Linked DNA regions of Zea mays: region 2 is linked to region 1. Evidence: chromatin contacts called from public Hi-C data. All regions are on one chromosome and are shown on one strand. Each heading gives the region's core, a stretch centred on a gene start, on an enhancer-like site or on the middle of the called end of the contact. The rest is flanking DNA. Distances are from core to core; before and after follow the strand shown. Region 1 holds the start of LOC100274264 (malate dehydrogenase 2). Region 2 holds the start of LOC100191498.

Region 1 (3,366 bases), core at 265-2,764:
GTCTTTGTTCATAAACCTTGTTTTAAGATGAAGTTGTGGCAATCCTCTTAGTGCTAATATAATGTTCTATTGTCAGCTGTACAATGTAGAAATGCTTCTATCTTTTTTTTTTCGTGCACGTTCCAGGTGTATTTTTAGGTTTAGGGCTTAGTGTATCTAAACTAGCGCTTAGTGTATAGTTCGTATCATCGTGTGTTTGGTGTCTGGTTATGGCTCTCGACTGTATAGATTGATATATACATTTGAGCTAGTTGGGTCGTAGTAGTCTAAGAAAGTTGTCTATCTGAAAATTTTGATTTAAGATGAAGTCGATGAAATTTTACATTGCTAGTAGCTCCCAGAGAATAATCAGTACGTTGCTCACAAGGTCTTCTTTTAGACTTGATTGGAATCGTGTACGAATTTCTCAGGAATCAGTTTATTTTCTTTAGAATTTTCATATGAAATTACACGTTCTAAAGAGGCCTTATCATGTGAGGCAACTGTGGTGATTTTTTTTCCAGAAAACGACTTCATACGTTACAAACATTTATTTCTACTAGACACGGTAGATTTCCCACAAAAAACCAGCTCAGCCCAGCTGTGAGTTTGACAGTCCATCTCCATGCAGAAGGGAAGCACAACAGAATCGAAGGGAACTTGACCGCTGAACCGCGGCGGCGCGAGCGAGACGTTACGCGCCGCTCCGTCGTGCTCACACACAGTCGTTGTGCACTTGCGCGAGTCGGCGAGTGACACCTTCCACCTCGGCCAACCAAGCACCCAGCAGAGCACAGAACAGATGTGGGTTAATTAGTTGTCATTCGGTAAAAAACAGTATAAAATAGGGTATTCTAAATCTAAGAAGTTTAATGATAATGTTATCAGTAAAAAAAGTTTAATGATATACTAGTAACTTACACGGTACAATTTATATTTAATATTTTAAACATCTGATGTTCTACTTGTTATAAACAACTTCATCCAGTGTATCTCACCCTTCTTTCATTAGGTGTGAGTTCAACCCCAACTCCTGCATCGCTTTTTAACATTTTACGTTGAGTTGATTTGTAAGAAATGTAGGTATTTTTTTTGTAAAAAGATGACACAGAACGACCGTTGAAACTGGTGCAAATTAATCCTCTAAGAGAATCTCTAAGAGCTCCTCAGAAGTCTTCCATAAAATAAGTTTTTTTAGAAAAACACAAAAACGTCTCTCCAACCGTCCCCTAAAGTGCTATTTTTTTCATATCACTTAAAAATCTCTTATTTGTAGCTATAAATAGTATTTTTGGACTATCTAGAAATAATATATCACTTTAAGGGATCTATTGAAGAAAAAAAATTAAAAATCTGCTTCTATTAATATTTTTAGATGTCCTAAAACTTATTTTCATGAGTCATTTTCTCTGAGCACTTACACAGTATCACCTCGGTGGATCGGTCGAACGGGCGGAGACGTCGAGACAACACGCCAGCCCCTCACCTTTTTTCTCTCTCAACCCGCCAGCGCCACCAGCAACTTCCCTCAGATCCCATCCACCCCTCGCTATTAAAGCAGCCCAGGCCGCCGCCCGCCGCCGCTCACCCACCAATCCACAGCGAGACCCGACCCCGCCGTCGCGATGAGGCCGGCGCTGCTCAAGTCCACGGCCGAGCTCCTCCGCCGCAGCCGCGGCTACGCCTCCTCGGCCAACCCGGAGCGGAAGGTGGCCATCCTGGGCGCTGCGGGCGGCATCGGGCAGCCGCTCTCCCTCCTCATGAAGCTCAACCCGCTCGTCTCCTCCCTCTCCCTCTATGATATCGCCGGGACCCCCGGCGTCGCGGCCGACGTCTCCCACATCAACTCCCCCGCCCTGGTACCCCCCGCTTGGCGCGCTCCTCTCATCCTCTGGCCTGGCTCGGACGGACTGGACTGGATCCGAGCTCACTGGTTTCTGCTCGACTCCTGCAGGTGAAGGGGTTCATGGGGGACGACCAGCTCGGGGAGGCGCTCGAGGGCTCCGACGTCGTCATCATCCCAGCCGGGGTGCCCAGGAAGCCCGGCATGACTAGGGACGACCTCTTCAACATCAACGCCGGCATCGTTAAGGGGCTCTGCACTGCCATCGCCAAGCACTGCCCCAACGTAAGCGTCGCGCCCGTGCCTTTGTAGATCTGCAGCTTAGGCATCTAGGTCTGGTTGCTAGATTTGGTATTCTACTTTTGGCGATTGGAATGGCCGGTGATTGGATCTTGTGCAGATCTAACGTCCAGTGCTGATCTGGTGAAGTAAACTAGTAAAGTGGCACACCTACCTACCCGATAGGAAATGGAGTGGCCCTGTTTGCGCAAAACATACAGAATTTACCCCGTCCTCCTTGCCAGCCTCAATGCCTTGATATTGCCACCTGAAGTAAAGAGGACTCACTTGCTCTAGAGCTCATATAGATATGTTAACATCCACGTGCTTTGCATATGAGATGTTAGATGATATTAAGCGTATATACGCTCTCGTTCCTTATATATGTCCAGTGAACGTTTTCATTTTGTTTTTGCTTATTTTCTTCCATCACACTGATCATGTTGATTATATGCTTCTTAGGCTCTTGTCAATATGATCAGCAACCCTGTCAACTCCACTGTCCCGATTGCGGCGGAGGTTTTCAAGAAGGCTGGTACTTATGATGAGAAGAAGCTGTTTGGTGTGACTACTCTTGATGTTGTTCGTGCTAAAACTTTTTATGCTGGAAAAGCGGGTGTGCCAGTTACTGGTAATAATATCATGTTTTAGTTGGCAGTAGACATTGAGATTATGGGTCAGAATTAACTTCTCATCTCCCTTGACATGACTTATTGCTGTGCCCTTTTGCAGGGGTGAATGTTCCTGTTGTCGGAGGCCATGCGGGTATTACTATTCTGCCACTCTTCTCGCAGGTATTGTCTCCTTGGACCACGTCTGAGGCTTCCTGCAAGAATGATATACATGATCCCTCCAAAGTTTACCAAGTTGGAATTAGAATGTATATAATCAATGGCAAAAATGACCTTTTAGAATAAATATGACTTATGATGATCAAGTAGTGTATTAATATTGTTGGCAACAAATGCAAACTGATTAGCAAAGAGGTTGTGTTTTGTGGACTGGACCACTGGAGTCAAAAAGAATGTTTGTCTATACTAGTGCAATAATTTCTATTTATCAATTGTGCATAAGAATTCTAAAGCTATCTTTGGCTATTGTTTTACATAGCATAATCCTTGCTTGTACAGTTGTACTAAAATACTATGCAAGTGATAGTCATTTCTATTGTCATGCTAGCTGTATTCTATGATGTATCTTGTATCTCTGAAGCTAGCAACTCAAACATAAACTTTGACCCTAAAATCAATATTTCTGTTTTATAC
Region 2 (3,366 bases), core at 527-3,026, 330 kb before region 1:
TGACTGTTCAACAAACATAATTTTGCTCAACAATATCAAAATGGCTACCGTCCAGAATATGGCTGATGGAGTGTCATTGAATGAAACGCGGGCAAGGCCAAAATCACAAATCTTCAGCTTGCAGTCAGCATTGGCTAGAATATTCTTGGGCTTAAGATCCCGATGGAAGACGCTTGCTGCAAAACCAAGAACAAGCATAGAAACTGAAGCTCACAAGAAGTAACGTAACAAACCATTAACAAGTCCACTCAATGTGGAGTCTAACAACCTGCATGGATGTACTTCATCCCACGGAGCAGCTGGTACAAGAAGAACTGGTGATGCTCTGCTGTGAGATCATCGTTTGCTTTTATTACTTGATGGAGATCCGACTCCATCAACTCAAAGATCACATAGATATCCCTAAATTCCCTCCTCGAAGGAGGAAGCATAATGTGTTTGATCTCAACTAAGTCTGGGTGACGCAGCAACCGGAGCAACTTGATCTCCCTAAGGATGCGAGTTGCATCGGAGACGTGATCAAAGACATCAACGATCTTCTTGATAGCCACACGCTCACCAGTCTGGGTGTCGACGGCAGCAGCCACAACACCATAGCTCCCTTTGCCAATGACTTCACTGACCTGATACCGGCTTGCCTCACCATACTCGGTGAAGAATTCAGATTCCTGAAAGGGAGGAAGAGAGTTCAACTTAGGATGCCTGTCAAAATAGACAACACAACTGTGAACATTCTAATAGACAACACACCCTCTTCAAAAGAAATAGGCAACACAACATGCACAAATCAGACAAGAACCTAGCTACACGAGGGCATTCTGGGGGTCCTTGGATTTAGTTTGCATTAGAGGGTAACACAAAAGCAATTAGGTTGACTGTAAACATTGAAGGTGATTGTTCCCAAGTCAACAATAAGCTGGAAAACAACAGTGCCTCATGAAAAAGTAAACAAGGACACTGCAATTTTCCAAACTACTGTTGAAGTAAATTTATTCAGTTTTAAATGACAGAGACAATAAAAAGGCAATGGAAGCCACCTAGATCTTCCAAAAGGCAGTACTAGAGGTCGTACGATTGTTTCCGTAAAGCGCAAACAGTTGAGTGGTACGACAATTCAGAGCACACCAACATAACCCCGTTATCGAAGCATCATTCTGATGCCACCACATTGCGCGCACCATCTTGAACTTGAACCCAACTGCGCACGCAGATCCAACAGGAAATGCGCAAAATCAAGACCATTCGATGAAATTCCGTTCGCCCTGCCCAGCACCACTCGTCCACTCCCTGGAACGGCAACCGCCAGCATTAGAAATCTAGTGGCGGGTCACGAGGGGTACAGTGAGCAGCCGCCGTCACCATCAGCGGACGGACCCAAACATGACGTCAGAAGCGGATGGGGAACAGCAAAGGAAGTCGAAAGCGATCCGAGAGCGCGATCACGGGGAGTCGGGGACGATGTTGAGTTGACCCACCTTTTTGCTCGGATCCATGCGTGGCGGCTCGGTGCGCAGCGGTGCGCGCGGTCCTGCACCCGGCTCCGGATCCCCCAAGACAATGCACACCTCGGACGCGGGCTCGGGGCCCTCGGCGGCGATCTCTTCTCCGACCTCCCGCTCCTCCTCTGCTTCAACCTCCCTCTCCTCCCCGGCGCGGTGCTGGTGCGGGAGCGAGCGGGCACGGAGGTCTTCGCTTGTGTCGGTGCTGTCGTTATTGTTAGCGGTGGTGGAGGTCAGGTGGAAGGAGCAGGAGGAAGAGGAGGAGACGCGGCGGGAGCGGTGACGGAGCCAGCGGAGGAAGGACCGGGCGCGGCCGCCCATAAACCGCGCGCCCTGGGCATTGGGCGCGGCCGCGCGGGCCGCGGAAGGACGTGCGTGCTCCTGGGGACGCCCGATTGCCGCGGGGAGCGCGTCGCGGTGTGGAGGGCGGGGCAGGGCAGGGCAGCGAGGCCGAGGCCGTGGCGCGCGGGTGGTGTGGTGGTGACACGAGGGCGAGGGGGCGTGTGGGGAAGTGGCGGTTCGTGCCGGTTGCGGGGGCTTGGCGCTTCCAAAGAACTGCCCAGGACCCAGGTCTGGTCCTAGTGGGACGGGGGTGGGGGAGCACGAGCACGGACCTTAAGGCTAAACGTCGGCGCAGCAATGTGTAAATCAACATGCAAATCTTATAAATAAGACAAAAGTATAAAGGTAGAAAAATTATAAATTACCTTTGACAATGTTATTTTGGAACATTTACAGCTCGTTTGGTGCCTCGAATTAACAATCGATTCTTTATTTCTAGGCGTCTAACTGGCTCTGCAAAAAGGACCAACGGTGAAGAGTCCTCGTGATTAGAAGATTCTGTATTTTCCGTGGTTCGATGAGAAGCTAGGGGCGTTTGATTCCCGTGAAGTTTAGTTCGTATCAAATATTTGAATGTCAATTATTAATATTAAATATAGATTTAATTAGATTTAAATTTTTTGTCTTCATATCTAGTTTTTTAGTCTTAATCTATGTAATTAGTTTTATATAATTAGTTTTATAGTCTTGGTCTATGTAATTAGTTTTATAATTAAATTATATTTAATACACGTAATTATTATTTAAACATCTGTTGACCTATCCAATTTCGCTGTCTTAACTACTTGCCTACATGTTTACAATTTCCGTTATTGCATATTTTTTTTATGGTTAGGCTATCTCCAGCAACTTACCATTTATACATATTTAAAATTTACTTTGCGAACAATGCAATCTATAGTGCAAAACAATGCTGAGTGACCATATAGATAAATTGCTGAAAATAGTCTTATGTCTTTCAAGTCATTATGCATTCATGGTTTGGAGTTGGGACCAAGGATCATTGGTACAATAAAAGGAAAATGATCAAATAATTTATGATTAGCTACCTATCCCAAAAGTGCAATTTGCAAACGGGCAAACGGGTAAGCGCGCCTACCATGGCAAGCAATTCAGTTTATGCAACAAAATATTCTTCTAATATAATAAAACAGTATTTGAATTTAAACCGGAGGTAAATAGTGCCATGAGTTCTAAATTATAAGATGTTTAGGCTTTTAGCTCTTTCTATGCGCCTCTAGAACACCTTATAATTCAGGAAAGAGGCAGTAGCAGTTAACTAGGTCAGTTATTCCAATTACGCCCAGTCAAAATCTGTCCTAGTTTTCCAGCGTATACAGTGAAACAAGAAAAAAAAATCCAGTATTGCTTTGGATGAAACAAATCTAGACTGATCCATGTCAGGGTAACGACATGCTCCATCCTGTGAGCCTGATAACTCCCCTCGTCATTTTTCTTGTGATACCCAGCAGGCCAGCACCACCCATTCTCGTCATCCCGTGCATAGCAAATGGGCCTACCGGCT

What was found. A called contact is a pair of places that touch in the nucleus more often than the background predicts.
Region 2: a contact with region 1 is called in a Hi-C map of tassel, with 2.1 times the contacts expected there. The contact joins the promoter of LOC100191498 here to the promoter of LOC100274264 in region 1. A contact is called at or near these places in 4 of 25 Hi-C or Micro-C datasets (bundle sheath, ear, leaf and 1 more).

What each region holds. Positions count from the first base shown.
Region 1 is chr6:177,102,996-177,106,361 of Zm-B73-REFERENCE-NAM-5.0, reverse strand. LOC100274264 (malate dehydrogenase 2) reads left to right here and starts at 1,514. Exons shown (of 7, transcript NM_001148628.2): 1 at 1,514-1,838; 2 at 1,934-2,107; 3 at 2,564-2,732; 4 at 2,834-2,895. The coding sequence starts at 1,605. LOC100193260 (GTP-binding nuclear protein Ran-A1) reads left to right here. Exons shown (of 8, transcript NM_001138409.1): 8 at 1-80.
Region 2 is chr6:177,431,708-177,435,073 of Zm-B73-REFERENCE-NAM-5.0, reverse strand. LOC100191498 reads right to left here and starts at 1,776. Exons shown (of 11, transcript NM_001136930.1): 1 at 1,476-1,776; 2 at 269-668; 3 at 49-176. The coding sequence starts at 1,493. LOC109940241 (a long non-coding RNA gene) reads right to left here. Exons shown (of 2, transcript XR_004850418.1): 2 at 2,985-3,366.